Regions from separate parts of the Mus musculus genome. Here region 1 is linked to region 2. The links are chromatin contacts, called in public ChIA-PET maps. All regions are on one chromosome and are shown on one strand. Each heading gives the region's core, a stretch centred on a gene start, on an enhancer-like site or on the middle of the called end of the contact. The rest is flanking DNA. Distances are from core to core; before and after follow the strand shown.

The links. ChIA-PET counts read pairs in DNA pulled down with a chosen protein or histone mark.
Region 1: an RNA polymerase II ChIA-PET map of memory CD8 T cells shows a contact between it and region 2, with 52 read pairs. The contact joins two enhancer-like sites. A contact is called at or near these places in 2 of 115 datasets of contacts at active chromatin or transcription factors (embryonic stem cells and memory CD8 T cells).

Annotation. Positions count from the first base shown.
Region 1 is chr2:166,619,011-166,624,043 of GRCm38.p6, forward strand. It overlaps Prex1 (phosphatidylinositol-3,4,5-trisphosphate-dependent Rac exchange factor 1), which reads right to left. Exons shown (of 40, transcript NM_177782.3): 6 at 2,162-2,323. Among named protein-coding and RNA genes, the nearest start is that of Gm29679, 57 kb to the left of the region's middle. Within about 2 kb of position 1,646, at least 84 of the 459 cell types and tissues checked have an H3K27ac peak or open chromatin away from gene starts, as enhancers often do. A contact at or near this core is called in memory CD8 T cells, where this site is marked.
Region 2 is chr2:166,547,564-166,552,399 of GRCm38.p6, forward strand. No RefSeq gene overlaps it. Among named protein-coding and RNA genes, the nearest start is that of Gm29679, 15 kb to the right of the region's middle. Within about 2 kb of position 1,713, at least 78 of the 459 cell types and tissues checked have an H3K27ac peak or open chromatin away from gene starts, as enhancers often do. A contact at or near this core is called in memory CD8 T cells, where this site is marked.

The DNA of each region.
Region 1 (5,033 bases), core at 396-2,895, 71 kb after region 2:
AGAGCCAACACGTAGTGGGTCTGTGTGGAGTCCTGGGTAGGCTGGGCCAGGTCATATAGATTCCGAGAGCTGAGGAGAGGGAATTGAGTGGAATCCTGGCAAACTCAGAAACCCTCATTCAGGTAGCCCAGATCCTTGCTCCCCTTGGTTCATCTTGGGGAATGAGTTTCACAGGCATTGGCTGCCTGACCAATGACCTACATTCCCCAGCTTCTTTGGCGCCAAGCATGGTCCAAAGGACCAAGTCACACCAAGGAGCCGGTGGTATGTCACTATCTTGAAATAGGTCTCTAGCCCCTCTCCCCGCTCCTTTATCTCTTTCCAGAGATGCAAGATAGCCATCGGGGGTTAAGGAAGGGCGCTGGTGACAGACATGTCCAAGGCACAGGAAGGAAAGAGCCCTGTTGGTGCAAAGTCACCCACCCAGCCTGGCTGGTCACACATCCTGGTCTATACTGCATTGTGAGCTCCTCGGAGTCACCCCCTCAGCCCCATGGCAACCAGGATGTGCCAGAGTGTGTCTAGAGACTGCAAGGAGCTGAGGACAGAGGCCTGTGACACAGTTGGAAGGCAGACCATGTGGCACTTGCTTTGGGTAAAGCCACAAGTGGCCCCTACAGTCAAAGGAGCCAGATGCCAGGTTGGCTGCCTTACCAGCCACCTTGCCTGATGAACACACCACCCTACCTACTCAGGCCAGTTAACAGAAGCTGGAGGGAGGAAGCTAGAAGCTCGGGAAGCTGGATGGAAAGGGGGAGGGCTGTACTGCTAAAGCCACAGAAAGCCAGGCCCTCCTGTGGCAGCCCGTCTCACAAGGGGGAACCTTATCTCTCCCACCATCCACTTGATCGAGGCCAAACCTCAATGCCCCTTCCAAAGTCCATCTGCAAGGGACTCTGGGAGCTAGAGGGCTCCCCTTGGGAAGATGGCCAGTGAGGGAGAGTTCAGGGGACATGTCACCCCCTAGTCTCTGAACAAAGCCCCAGTCTTCTCTGCAGCTGGACCTTCCATGGGGGGGGGGGCGCCAGTACAAGAAAGGAATATTAAATCCAGGAACACCCAGGTCCCGGTAGGGTTGGGGGCGGGGCTTGGGCTGGGGGTGTCAGACAGCAACGTCTGTCCCCAGAATCTTTCATCTCAGCTCCTAACCTCTCACTCCAGTGGAGCTGGCCTTTCCTACCGGTTGCATTTCCTGTCTGTCAGCTTTCTAGAGACAAGAAACTTCCAATAGTGTAGGAGGCAAGGGTCAGGAAAGTGCGTTGGTTACAGGCTGAGGAGATGGCTCAGTGGGTGAAGGGGCTTGCTGCCAAACCGGATGATGTGAGTTCAACGCCTAGGTCCCACCCAGTGGAAGAAAAGCGCTGACTCTTACCAGTTGTCCTCTGACTTCTACATACATGCTGTGGCACACTGGGCTCACACACATGAATGCACACACACACACACACACACACACACACGTAAGTGTGATAAAGAAAAGTCAGTTACATACACTGTGTGTGTGAAAGCTTGATTCTGTCAACCTGTCAGGACCTAGAATCACCTTCTAGACTTCTGGCTGTGAGGAAGTGTCTAGACTGTGTTTACCGAGGAGGGAAGATCACCTTAAACGTGGGTGGTATCATCATCTGAGTACAAAGGAGAAGAGAGCTATCTCGCCTCTGCCGGCTTCCTGTGGGTGTGCTGGGACCAGCTGTGCGAAGCTACTGCTCTTCTCCATCACGGTGGGCTGCACCCCCAGCTGCCAGCCACAACAAACTCTTTCTTCCTTCCGTGGTTTTCATCTGGCATTTTGTCACAGTGACAGGAAAATAAACTAATACTGATAGATATGTAAATGTTGCCCTCAGTGCTGGCACAAGAAGCACAAAGGCTTGTAGGTGTCAGGAAGGCGAGGCCACACACAGTTACTGAGGGGAGTTGGCATGGCCTGCAGTGACAGAGGCTAAGGAAACAGGCGTCTCAGTGACAGCTACTGGGAGACACAGCAGTGTTACCAAGTTTTCTACCGAAATGTAAAATCTGGGATTTTATGTTTCATTGAGTCAACTAAGTCACTTGTAAGCAACCACACGAGGCAGGCCAAACTGAGGAGCGAGCCCGTGATCTACAGCTCCAACTGGGGGCCCAGCCCCCTCAGCAGAGGACCCTGACCACGCACCTCCCAGCCTTCAATGTGAGACTGCAGCTGCTCCAGGGCCTCCAGCTTCTCCATCTGCCTCTTAGTCTCATTGATGTTGGAGCAGACAGTCTTCATGGCCTGCAGGGCACTCTGTACCGCGGTGTGGTCAGGGTGCTTGCCGGGGGTCCTCTTGGCCAACTCCTAGTGTGGGAAGGGGCAGAACAGAGGGTGATCAGTGCAGGGGCATAGACTCGGGCAGAGGTAGAGTCACGCCAAACCAGTGTGCCAAAGGGAGGATGAGCAAAGCTAACACTTGCTGGCTCATTCACACGAGTGTCAGTCTTCCCAGAGAACTAACTAGATCTGGGGTCACATAGAAGATAAATCCCTGAGTGTCAATGAGGGCGCTTCCAGAGAGGTTTAACAGGGTAGGCTGGCCTTGAACATGGGTGGTAAAATCCCAAAGGCTGGGCTTCCAGACTGAACAAAGAGAAGAACGGCAGCTGAACACCAGCATCCACTCCTGTCTGCTCCCTGACTACAGACACAGAGACCAGCTACACCCCTCTCTTTCCTGATGGACCGGACCTGAAAGAACTGCAATAAAACCATCCTCCCTTATGATGATTTTGTCAGATGTTTCATTCCATTGACAGAAAAGGAAACGAAGACATTCATTTGTTCCCTCCCTCATTCATTAATTCGTTCTGTGGGTGCCATCTGACTGTCTTTAAAGGGAGAGTCAATATACCAGGAAACAGACAAAAAACACTTTGCCTGGTGGGTATCATAGAAGACAGAGGCCAGAAAGCTAAGAAAAATTGGGGACCACCAGGAAGAAACACTTAGAGAAGTTAGAATAGAGAGCATACAAGCACCAATCAGGGAGGCTGGGGACGTGAGGAGGGAGCAACATGGCGGGCAGCCGGAAGAGCGGGCTCAAAGGGCATGACAAGGGATGGCAGGTGACTGGGGGAGGGGGTCACAGAACACAGAAATGGGCAGGTCACAAAGGTGACCACAGACACTGATTACCCCAGCTCTCTTAGTGAACTGGACAGGGGGATACGCCTACTGGGGCTCATGCACAGCTCACTGGTAACCACTCCCCTATGCGTATGTCCAAGGCTCACCCTGGGTTCAGTCCCCAGGACTGAAAGGTAAATAAACGAACAGGCCTCTTGCTCAGAGGACACAGGGCAGAGTGCATAAAGCATCCAGCCCGGTTGCCATCAGCTGACTCTTGTCTCAGACACAGGCCAGGACATTATCAAAGCCGGACAGTGGTTTCCAGAGACAAGGCCTTGTGTAGACCAGGCTAGCCTCACGCTTACTATGTAGTTGAAGAACCCTAAACTCCTGATCCCCCGGCCGGCCTCTGCATCCCAAGAGCTGGGATTTAAAGCGTGTGCCACCACGATCAGTTTATGCAGCACTGAGGGCAGGAGCCAGGGCTTCCTGCATGCTACTCAAGCGCTGTACCAATTCACCTCCCGGCTGATCACAACCACAAGAATCCAACCACTCGCTAGGTGTGGTAAGTGAGATGTGGAAGAGACCTAAGGGCCAGCAGCAGTGCTGACGATGCTGAGGTGGCAATGCCTGTGCCAGGTCCTCGCCTTCCTCGGTCAGGGCATTAGGACAGCATCAAAGAAGTTTCCTGAACCAGACACCCCACCCACCAGCCTGCCATCAAGCACTTCTCTACTTCCTGTGTTCACGGTCAATGTCCCTTACTTCTGCACTGGGTACCAGGGTGGCTCTGGCTACTAACTGGATAAGCACAGGCCAACCACACCCCCACCCCCACATCCCAGCCTCAGCATCACCCTTAGTCCCCTGGCTGGGCTTGAAAGACAGGTCCCAGACTGTCTGACAAAAGAAACTGTGGTAGCCAAAGCCACTGGGGAGGAGGGGCTGGGATTGCAACTCAGGGACACCAGCTTGCTCGGGACAGCAAGGGATCGACCAGGCACCAGCCACACTTTGGTCAGCTCGATAAGTGTCCCAGGAGGCCATTATGGAGCAGCGGCTTGTTCACAGACAGCAGCTGTCTCCTACCCCTGACAGCCTGAGCTAAAAGTCCAGCCACTCCTTGGAGGGGTCCCCCCAGGCAGTCAATGCCCAGCACTCAGACACTTCCTGTTCCCAGCTGACTGCCCCTGCCTCTATTTCTGCCTGAGGTCAGCAATGAAGGTGGGAACAGAAACTAAGCACAAAGGCCAGGCTGGTAAGTGGCCCAAGCTGCGGGGGGGAAGTGCAGACTTTGGTGTCTCGGGCCACAGAGGAGTGTTGGCTCCGCTCCATGAAGTTCCAAGAACTGAGAGTCGCCCCTGCCCCTGCCCCTCTGTGCAGGCTGCTTCCTCCAGGCATGCCACTCAGGCTCTTACAGGGAGAGGAGTCGGGTGGGAGAGAACTGAGCATCAGAGAGAACCCCACAATGCACAGGCTTGTTCACTTTCAACCCTGCAGGGCACTCCTGGGAAAGGGAAGCCTCGGCCGCGCATCCATCAGAGTGCAGCATCAAACCAGGCCACTTCCTCACCAAGAGCTAACCTAGTGGGCTGAATTCCAAATGGAAGAACCAAGACCATACAACTGAGAGAGGAGAACAGAGAAGGGAGCCCTTGTGACCCAGGTCAGGCAATGTGTTCTCAGGCACACACACACACACACACACACACACACACACGTAAAGCAGTCTCATGATCCTGACACTCTACCTCGTCAAGTCCTCACCATGTCCCCGAGGACACGTCCAAAAGGTGGGAAGAAGAGACTACGGAACCATGTCCAAACTAGACAAAAATCACAACCAAACAGCAAAAAAGATGATCCAGGGCTAGGGGGTCAAGGGGGCAGCTCAGTTGGTAAAGTGCTTGCCTTGTAAGAACCTGAGTTTGGATCCCCA
Region 2 (4,836 bases), core at 463-2,962:
CTGAGATGCTTCCATTATGCTAATGAGGCATCTCGGTACCCTAATCCCCCAGCCAATGACCTTTGCCCACCCTGGATGTCCCTACCCTCAGTTCCCCAAAACTTTATAAGCCTTGAATCACCCAAAGTAAAGTTGATCTGCCTCCTGATAGGTGGTCCCAGTGTGGTCATTCACCATTCGGACTCACAGAGCTTCCAACCCGTTTGTCCCCTCTGCTCCCACTGCCCTCGTGAACCATATAGGCCGATGACCACGAGAGCGGGGAGGACCACAGAAACCTAGGCAAGTCCGCAGGGCTAGTGATGTCATGGACCTTGGAGAACCTACAACCACCACTTCCCTCAGCCAGCATTACTGACGTTCTCCGACCTGTGCACATCTATGTTTGTGAGACCTGAGCTGTGAGGACCTGAAAGAACGGGGCAGACCACAGCCTAACGCTTTAGACAAGCTTACTTCAGAGTCAGTGGACTTCTATACACGAATGTAACAAAGAAAGCAGTGGCCCAGGGGAGGCTGTTGGAGTTCAGAAGAACATGATGAGACAAACATGTAAAGAAGCGTCAGTAAGCACATACCAAATATTGACAGAGCAGCGCTTTCCCAGCACTTTCTCAGGACAGAGCCATTGAAACACAATCGCCTGGCACATACTGGAGAGTATATCTGGGGAAAACATGAAAGCACAGCAGAAGGCCAGATCCAGATTCAGGGCACACTGACCGGATTGGGTTCTACAGCTATGATCCGACATCCAACAAGAATAAACATGCCTTATAAATTGAATGTAAATGTTTAGCACTGGAGGCACAAAAACACATCCAAAGAGCAAAATGCCCTCAAAGTAAAAGGCCCTCTGAGCTTTTTCCTGCCGCCTCTCTCACAGTTCCCCAAGGCATTGTTCCACATGGGTTACATTCCAAGTAGTTGTCTTTGTAACCACTGTGGTAGTTTGAATGGCACCCATAAGCTCATGTGTTTCAATGCCTGGTGCCCAGTTGGTGGAACTGTTTGAGAGGGATTACGAAGTGTGGCCTTGTTGGAGGAGGTGTGGCCTTGTTGGAAGAGGTGTGGCAGGGGCAGTGAGCCACTCTGTTTCCAGTTAGCTTTCTCTGCCTTCTGCCTGTGGATCAGAAGCTCTCACCTACTGCTCCAGCACCATGCCTGCCTGCTACTATGCTCCCCATTATGATGATAATGAACTCTAACCCTCTGGAAATGTAAGTCCTCTCCCCCCACCCCCCCACCCCCACAATTCCCCCTCAGATCTCCCCCCCCCCCCCCGCCCCTCGCCACAATGTTTTCTTTTCTAAGTTGCCTTGGTCATGGTGTCTCTTCACAGCAACAGAAAAGTAACTAAGACATCCATGGATAAGTGCAGTCCTCATCCCTCAACAAGGAAACTGTGAGTGTGTGTGTGTGTGTGTGTGTGTGTGTGTGTGTGAACTAAAGTAAAAGAGGCCATGAATTTAGAGAAACAAAGGGCAAGAGAGACAGGCAGACAAATAGAGACAGAAAGAACACTGTACCCACTGCGACCTTGAGCCCCTTTAGGCCTGGCCAGATCCAGAAAAGACCTACCTGGCCCCTGAGGGAGAGACAGCAAGAGAAGCAGGCTTACCCCTTGCCCTCCCATTTCTCACCCTGTGTGTTAGGAAACACTGTGGACCGCAGAAACCACAGGGGCTGCTTCCTTCCTGTGTCCTCTGAAGCTGGTCTGTCCCAACTGCTCTAGGTGGCACACAGCAGGTGACTAACTAGGGGTCCCATCCCCTTCCCCCCCAAGGCAGGGCGAAGGGGGAGGGTGATCCCCATCACTTGTGTCTTGTCAGAAAGTCGGGACAATGTGGCAGAGTGGAAGCCCCCAGTTGCCAGGCCCGTGGTGCACAGGCTGGGGCCTCATCAGGCCCACTGCCACCAATGCAGCAAGATCCTTGGGCAGAGGTTACACACGGGAGCATCCCAGCCCCTCCCACGGGCGAGCAGTCAGGACAAGCAGCAGTCTGAAAGCAGTGCACCTCCAACAGCTGAGCACAAAATGGACCAGGCCCGCCCTCCAGGATCCTCATGTCAAGGCAGGGGCAGACCAGGGTCAAGGGAAAAACACCTGCTTTCCTGGGTTGTAAATGCCAGAAAGGGAAGGCACGGGGTGGGTAGGGTGGAGAACATGGCCCAGACCCCTGTCTCTTCTCTCCATGTACAGACAAATTTACAACAGTTCTAAGAGGCCAGTGTCCACATCTGTCCCCAGAGTTCCTTCTGTGTATCCACTCGGATGCTATCTAGTCCAGGACGCTGAGTGCAAGGTACAGGGTATACAGCCTCTGGGCTACCAGCATGGCCGTCTGGCTGTGGAGCAGCTCAGCTGAGGAGGCCAAGCGCCTGCGGTGGACCTCAGGCTTGTACTGAGGTGCAGTGAGCACAGAGCTCCCTGGGAGGGGTTACACACAGATGGAGACAGGCACCCCAGCCTACCCTCCGTTCCCCTGCCAGCTGGTCCTGCTCGGTGGCTGTGCCTCCCTAGGGTGGGATGCTTGGCTCACACATAGTTCTCAGCACAAAGCACTCACACAGCAGATGGTACCCCAGCCCCAGTCAGGTCCTGCCTCCCTTTCACAGGAAAATGGGGGGCTGGCCAGGCAGATGCCCATCACGGCGCTTCCCCGGGCACTGTGACCTGAGGTCATGGCCACACCTGGCAGCTGGAGCGGCGGTGGGCTCCCGCTCCGCGCCTCTGTTCTGAGACTGCTGGCCTGCACAGCAGAACTGCCACTGTGTTCCTGGGGCCATGGGAGGAAAGAGCCAGCATGTGGCTGTCCTTTGTGCCTTCCATATGCATGGGACATCCCAGCAACATGGGGAGCAGAGTGTAGGGGGGCTTCCGGACCCAGAAGAAATGGCTCCCCAAGCCTCACAAGCCCAAAGGATCGTCACTCTTCCACATAGTCAATCTTTCTGTAGGTGTCTGCAGGCTCCCCCCACTGGGAAGGGAAAGGCCTCACTGAGGCTTCCTGGAAATCCCTGAATCTGAGCGTAGACATCTCTGTCCCATAGGGAATGGGCTGTCTCTGAGTGCAAGGGGAGCCCTAGGAAGTTCTGAGCAAGGTGAGTGGAGACAGGACCGCAGGTGACCAGGAAAGATCAGGAGCACAAAGGCTCCACAGGTCTAGCCTAGAGTCAGCCCAAGCTCATAAAGGGCAGCAGAGCCAGAAGATATGTGGTTCCCCCGACTCTGCAACCTCAGTACCACCCAGTCTACCCTGGCCCAGCCACCTATGAGGCCCCCAGCCTTGAGTTCCAGCGGAGTCAAGACCAGTCCATTGGCCTAGATAAAGCCCGCCTCAGGCTCCCAAAGAGCTCTCCGGACCTAACACACAGGGACTGCCACGGGCAGGGGCTGTTTTCCTCCATTCCCAGAGTCTTCCATGTGCAAGATGTGGCCAGCCCAAGACCAGGGCTGTGGTCCCCAGACAGGAAGTGCCAGGAACACTGCTTATCTCAGAACCTCCCACAGCCTCGTACTTGTCTCAGAACAAGAGGTAGTTCATTCTCTTCCCATTCCCCAGACTACAGAAGCCCAAGGACCGGAGGCCAGGATCCCGTGCCAAGGAGCCTCTGTCTTCTTATCTGTTAAATGGGTGCAAGGGAGAGATAAGCATTGTTCAAGAGCCAAAGGTGAAGAGTCTTCTGAGCTTGCCAGGCCAGAGGCTAGTGGTTCTCATGTCCCTGGCCACCTCGGTCACCACTGCCCTCCTTCTGAGGAGGTCCCGATGTCTGTGTGGCTCCTTCTCCAACACATCCCTGTCTCAAACATCCCACCACACTGGGAAATCTCCTTTCTTCCTGGAATGTTTCTCAGGTTCCATGTTCTCAGCAGAGCATGAGTCACAAGGAGCAGAGCTTCACTCCCACCTCCCTACTCAGTCACACGGGCCATCCGAATTGTGGCCATTGTTTCTCTGAAATGGGGATTTTTCCAGCTGTGGTGCTGGCTACCTGCATCATTCTTCCAGAGATGCTTCACATCTGCCCACACCTCCATGAGGGTCCAGTGCATGTCCCCAACCACTCTGTCTAAGGCGCGCACCTACACACACACACACACACACACACACACACACACACACACGGGTCCTTTCCACTAATTGCCATGGCGTCTCTCCTCCCCAGGCCTAGCACCTCCTGACACACTGATAGCACCTTTCACTCCCCTGTAGAATGTATCAGTCCCAAGAGATCAAGGCGATCTGCTCCACCCTAAGTGCCTGGCTCACAGACGATGGCCAGTCAATGCTCACTGCGCCATTAAGTTACCTAAAATCAAAGGAGCTAGGACAGGTCAGCTGGGGTCCACAAGGGGGTTGCCTAGAAACAGCCGGGCTCTTGAGTCGGGACTTAGGTCCTGGAGCATTCCAAGCTAAGCGGAAGAGAATTCCAGGTGCATCAGGACTCCATAAGCAGGGCCCAGGACACACACACCTCAAGTGCTGTCCTGACTTCTGAGCCCAGCAAAGGCCCAGATCTTAGGCCGTTTGACAACAGCCCTTTCAAAATTAACTGGATGTTTTATTCATCCTTAAATTCTTTAAAATTGCAAATCAAACAGTTGCGGGTGCTCGGCTAGCCTCGGCTTCTGGGCTCTTGTGTTGCAAATAACTGTGCTCTCCTGCATACCAAGCGGACCTTTCTGCGTCCCAGGAAAATGAATCTCTTTTGGTGTTCATTGCGCTAATTGCATCCACAGCGGAGGCAGAGCAAACATCTTTCCCTCCTGATTTGCATTATGCAAAACCTTAATCTCCCCAAGTTTCCTAAAGCCTTGTGAATGATTCACAG